Regions from separate parts of the Rattus norvegicus genome. Here region 2 is linked to region 1. A link is a contact called in public Hi-C data. All regions are on one chromosome and are shown on one strand. Each heading gives the region's core, a stretch centred on a gene start, on an enhancer-like site or on the middle of the called end of the contact. The rest is flanking DNA. Distances are from core to core; before and after follow the strand shown.

What was found. Hi-C and Micro-C count contacts between places; a contact is called where the count stands out from the background.
Region 2: a contact with region 1 is called in a Hi-C map of frontal cortex, with 2.8 times the contacts expected there. The contact joins the promoter of Tpm1 here to the promoter of Aph1b in region 1. A contact is called at or near these places in 2 of 12 Hi-C or Micro-C datasets (frontal cortex and mammary epithelial cells).

What each region holds. Positions count from the first base shown.
Region 1 is chr8:76,330,109-76,332,882 of GRCr8, forward strand. Aph1b (aph-1 homolog B, gamma secretase subunit) reads right to left here and starts at 1,320. Exons shown (of 6, transcript NM_001047090.2): 1 at 1,071-1,320. The coding sequence starts at 1,183.
Region 2 is chr8:76,541,998-76,544,991 of GRCr8, forward strand. It overlaps Tpm1 (tropomyosin 1), which reads right to left and starts at 1,418. Exons shown (of 10, transcript NM_001301336.1): 1 at 1,199-1,418; 2 at 1-86. The coding sequence starts at 1,312.

The sequences.
Region 1 (2,774 bases), core at 70-2,569:
AAATAGTCCAAGAGGAAGGTCAGATGCATCCCACAAGACTGGTTCAGTGATCCTGTCGTGTGCACACTAGAACACTATCTGCCGAGGACTGGCAAAGAGGAAGTTGGTTATTGTCTATTTTTCCTAAGCGATGCTTTGCCTCATTGGTGTGCCATAGAAATATACAAGCAGTGGCCGTTATGATTTTCACATCCTCAATATTCACTAGAAAATATGAATTTAATGGCTTAAATGTCTGTAAAGATACGTATCTTTTCTGAAGGAAAACAAATACCTAGACCTATATTTACTGTGTGTACCATGGAAAATCCAGAAGTTGCAAACCCGTGCTTTGGTCCACTGCTTTCCAGGTCTGGTTCTTACAACCTTCCTGTGGACTTTAAGGACACAGCCTGCTTTGGGTTCAGCAAGTTTTGGGTTCAGCAAGTTTTGGGTTCAGCAGACTCTTGGTTTTTAATGGCAACAGCAAAGGAGCACTATTTAGTACAGGCAAAAAAAGACACTCAGAAAGGCTGGAGTCCCTGGCCTAGCTAGTGAGCTGGCTTGATACCAAGTCCTAGAAACTGTCTCAGCAGGTGCAAAGAGACCAAGACCACACACATTCACCAGCAGAGTTTGATGTTTACTAAGTTCGCAGAAGGACCTGCCCGGTCAGGTGTTGCAGCATTTTCTCAGGCTTCCACCGTTGGCTGCACCCCTACCATTACCCAGGGGCCTACAAGAAAAATCTGAGCCCAAACCCCTCACAGGCACTGAGTCCAAGAATGGGGGCTGAGGAGGTGGACAACTGATCCCCAGGCAGAGAGTGAGAACGACTCTTTGATGCCCGCTGAGCACTGGGTGAAATGAGAGATTCCTATGGAAAGACTAAAGCTCCATACACGAATGTATCTACTTATTCCCATCTTAGTCCACAGAAGCCAAGGGACACCTGCTCAGCCTGAGGGCCTCCCCCTCCTCTCAGCCTTTGGACGGTCCCACAAGCTGGAGCTACTGGGAGATGGGGATCCCGAGGTTGTGGGAACCCAGGTGGGGTAGGGAAACGCGGCGTCCAGGACGCTCAACCTCACCCGGCGATGAGGAAGATGACTCGCAAAGGGTCGGTGGCGATGGTGAAGAGGTAGAGAGCGAGCGCGGGCCCGAAGGCGATGAAGGCGCAACCGAAGAACACGGGCGCTGTCATGGTACCCGCAGAAGTCAGTCCCGGGTGGATCCAAGGTGCATGGGACGCTGTCTTAGCGGGATATGGGACCGGACACGCCTGCCAGGTGCTCCGAGCGCAATTAGAGAAGAGGGCGGAGCAGAGCCCAGGAGGCGGGGCCTCGAGATGCTCCGGGATTTTCCGAGCGGAGGGCGGGGCGTACGAGAGGCGGGGCCACAAGGCACTTTCCGGCCAATCAGAACCTGGGGGCGATGTAGGGCACAGCCTGGACGTGCTCTACTGCCTGTCAGAGCAGAGGGCCGGGCGGAGATCGTGAACAAGGACCTCGGGGTGCTCCAAGGCACGTCCGTGCAGGGGGCGGAGTGGAGTCCGGGAGGCGGGTCGCTGAGCTTCTTCCCAGCAAGGCAGGACTGGGAGAGGGACGGAGCTCGAAAAATAGAGCTTGTAGTGCTCAACTGTCAATTGTAGAGGGGTGTCCAGGCGGAGCTCGGGAGGTAGTTCCAGAAGGTGCTCCAGGCGCTGAAAGCGCGAATGGCGGTGCAGAGTTCGGAAAGCCGTTTCTTGAGGGGCTCAGAGCGCTGTCAGAACCTGTGCAGGGACATTGAGAAGCTTGGTATGCTGTCAGAGCAGCGGTTTCTCGAGGAGCTCCACGTGCTGTCAGAACCGGGGTGGGGTCCTCTAGGGGCTCTGTGTGCGTTCAGGGCAGGGGACAGGACCTCGAGGAGCTTCACAAGCGGTCAGAGCAGGGGCGCGGCCGGGAAGGGTTCAGTGTACTGGGGGCTTGAGGAGCTGGGCAGACCATCAGAGCTCTCCGGGTGCTAAGAATGGGAAGGGTTCCTTCTAGGTTTCTTCTCTAGGTTTCTTGGAGCAATGAAAGTCGGCGGGCACCTAGACCTCTGAGAGGCAATGAGCTACACCAAGTCTCAGACCTGCCAGCGCTGCAGATCCTTATTCCAAAATGTGGCCCACTGAAGACTTGAAGATGTGCCCCAGCACTCTTGCCCATGGGTATACATTGTTATTGGTGCTGGGCAACTGTGAGGTGGTCAAGCGAGATCACCAGCCCACTTTTGTGCTGAAGGTCAACTGAAGTAAACAGGACAGGGTCACGGTTCCTTTTAAAGTAAGTATTTTTCCTAGGTGCACAGTTGCATGAATGTGCTTGCTCCCAACCTATGTAAAAATCCAGACTGGGTTGATATGACCCAGGTGATGGAACCATTCCCTATGGCAAAGGAATGAAATACTGATTAATTGTTCTGACAAACTGATTTCCTTGCCACTAACCCCTTATCTTCAAAAAATTAAGTTTTTTTAAAAGGCATTCTCTAACCATATCTGAATTTGAATTTCAAGACAAACAGACACTGCTCTGTTAAAGATTCTACAAGGTTGATACTGACTAATTACAACTTCATGTTTGTAGAGAGTTGAAATGTTGTAGATACAGAGCCAAATTATCTTGGGCTTTCTAGCCTCTTTGATAACTGTTCATTACCATCTCTGCATCTGCCCTCATGCCCTTGTGACTATCACATGAGGTTTTTCTTCATACTAACTACTAGCCTCCACCAACCCAAAAGCTAAGAATCTCATCAGATTGCAGCGTCAG
Region 2 (2,994 bases), core at 168-2,667, 210 kb after region 1:
GCATCTTTGAGAGCCTCGGAGTATTTGTCCAGTTCATCTTCAGTGCCCTTGAGTTTCTTTTGCAGTGACACCAGCTCATCTTCCAGCTGGGAGTTGGCAGTGGAGTACGGGGGTGGGGGGAAGGAAGGGGGAAGGGGGTGGGGTGCAGCAGGCAGCGTGATCCCGCAAGGTGCGGGTTGAGGGTGCGTAGACCATAAAGGACAGGGACAGCGGGAAAGAGAGAGAGAGGGAAAGACAGGGAGGGAGAGAGAAAGAGAAAGTTAGCCATTCGTGTGCAGTGCCACACCGCGCGCCCGGGTACCTTGGCGGCGGTCTCGTCGGCAGCCAGCAGGCTGTCCTCTGCCTTGTGCAGCTCCTCCAGCACCCGGTCCCGCTCGTCCTCCGACGCCCGCAGCAGCTTCTCTTTTGCTGAGATGTCCTCCTCGAGCTGGGACAGCGGAGAGCGGGCGCGGGCGGCCGGCATGGACCGGGTGTGAGACACACAACAAACGGGTGCCAGGTTGGCTGGGGTCCTGGGGCTAAGGGATCGCTGCTTTGGGGCTCAAGGGACCCTAGGTAATCTCTCTCCCAGAGCTGGAACCACTCAGTGACTCATCTCGCATCCCACCCCCCACCCCACGCCACCCCGGGACCACACGCTCGGCCGAAGACAGCAAGCTCAGGTCCCCAACTTGAGGGATTGAAGAAACACGCCCTTGTTTGGCTAGCTTTCCGTCTGTGTCTCCCATTCTGTCCCATCTTTGTTCTTAGGAAATAATTCAGTGCGCTTCAAAGTTTTCAATCCCATCTTAAGGGCTCTCTCTCCCCAACCAAAAGGTCCAAAGAACTTCGGACACCTTAGGACTTAATCCTTGCCCCGCTCCCCCGCCCTTCCCTCCAGGCATCCCGGGAACTTGTATCCTTTCTCCCTTCCTCTTTCAAAACTGATCCCCAATCCTAAGAGTCAAGAGCCTCTTTACGGAGCTCAGTGGACTTCGCGGACCGTGGGAGCCAGAGAAGGGCCACAAGCGTCCTCAGGCGAGACAGAAAAGTTAGAATCAGTCTAACTCTCGAGCTTCTTCTCCTAATTTTTTTTTTAAATGCGCGCCCCTGGACATCCTGTGCTGGGGATAGGATGGGGAAAGGGAGCCAGTTCGGGTTCCCGGACTGAGAGACTGACGCGGAGTTGGGGCAGTGGGGGTTGGGGGTAGACGCAGACCTGCTTGCTCCGGTCTTCCGCAGCCTTCTTGTCAGCCTCCGCCTGCTCTGCTCGATCCAAGGCGTTCTCTTTGTCGAGCTTCAGCATCTGCATCTTCTTCTTGATGGCGTCCATGGTGGCGGTGGCGAGGGGCCCTTAGGCAGAGGAGCCAGAGGAGACGCGAGCGCGGTAGGGTGGCAGAGCCGGAGTGCGAGCGCGGAGCTGCCTGCTGCTCCCTGATATGTACTTTCCCAGGGGGGCGACCGCATTCCTTAGGACAGCCAATACTTTTTTGGAAAAGCTTGTTCCTCCTTCCCCCTTTCCCAGTCTCCTGCCTCCGCCCCATGCCCCCTCCTCGCTCCTCCCGCGGGGGCCTCACGCCCATTCGCTGCCGCCTGCCGGCCTCCCAGTTGACGGTGGATATGACTATATATGGGGACCCGAGCCTCCGAGACCGCGGCCGGGCGAGGCCGTCCTATTTCTAAACCTGCACGCCTGGGAAAGAGCTCCCGGACCTCGCTGGAGAGGAGCCCGGTACTGGGCGAGAGTCTCTAGCCACCTCCCAGAGCCGTCGCCTGGCGGTCAGGGTCCCCAGAAGAGTCTGTCGGGAGTCACAGGGAATCCCGGGAACAGGGCAGGTGGTGTGTGCGCACCATCTCACTTGGCCTCCGGGTCCTGGGGTGCTCACTGTAAGGTCCGGGGGCTGCCAGTCACAGCCACCGCACCTTGCATCTGGGCCTGGGAGTTCTCAGTACCTAGCTGCGTCCTTCTAGCAGCTCTGAGTCCACCCACCAGTCATAGTCCTGGGCTCTCACAGTCTGGAAATTTCAACCCACGCAGAGAAATAGAGGTGGAGGAAGGTGTGGGGGCCATTCCTGAGGCCCTGTCTCTCTGCCCGTGATGGTGGGCATAATGATACACACAGGAAGTCTCCAATCGTTTCACCAAGCTGGAGGTGGGCAGTAAAATACATTAGGAACTTAGGGCCCGGTTTGCTGAGTTATGTGCCTGTGCTGTGCTTTGGAAAGGGTAGAAGGAGTGTGCCAAGGTGTGTGTGTGTGTGTGTGTGTGTGTGTGTGTGTGTGTGTGTGTGTGTGGTTTGCTGAGTTATGTGCCTGTGCTGTGCTTTGGAAAGGGTAGAAGGAGTGTGCCAAGGTGTGTGTGTGTGTGTGTGTGTGTGTGTGTGTGTGTGTGTTGAGTTTAGACTCAGTTAACGTGGGGAGTGGGAGGGGTCTGGTCTTCAGTCATTAGCAGCTAACAGCTACATTGTGTAGCTGTGATTAGAAACAGCTTCCATGCTGTAGCTTCCCTTACTTTAGTCGTTTACTTATAGGGGCGTGGGCGTGGCCGTGGTGGGCTGTGGCGGTCAGAGAGCAACTCTTTAAGAATCAGTTCTTTCTACCATGTGGGTGTTCGATCCTGCACAGGTCTTTGAGCTTGATAGCAAGCTCCGTTACCTGCTGAGCCATCCATCTTGTTAGTTCAGTTTCCTCATATCTAAATTCAGAGGGTAGTGGATTCCTAAAATCCCTTCAGATCTAGCTTTTCATTTTTTTCCTTGCTCGGATCTATTGGGGGTGGGGGGTGGGCGTCCTTCTTTTCTCTGTTAGGCACTTGGGTGCTGGTGCTGAAAACATGCTACAAATTAGCCTACGGAAATGGTTCAATCCGTAGGGTGAACTCTGCAGAGGGAAAGGGGCCAGCCAGGTCTGCACTGAAGGCAGGAGGACACCCCCCCCCCCATCTCTTTAAGCTTGTGCCATCCTTGGTTTAGTCTCCAAGGAGGAGAAGTCTGATCTTTTCCATTGCAATGAGGC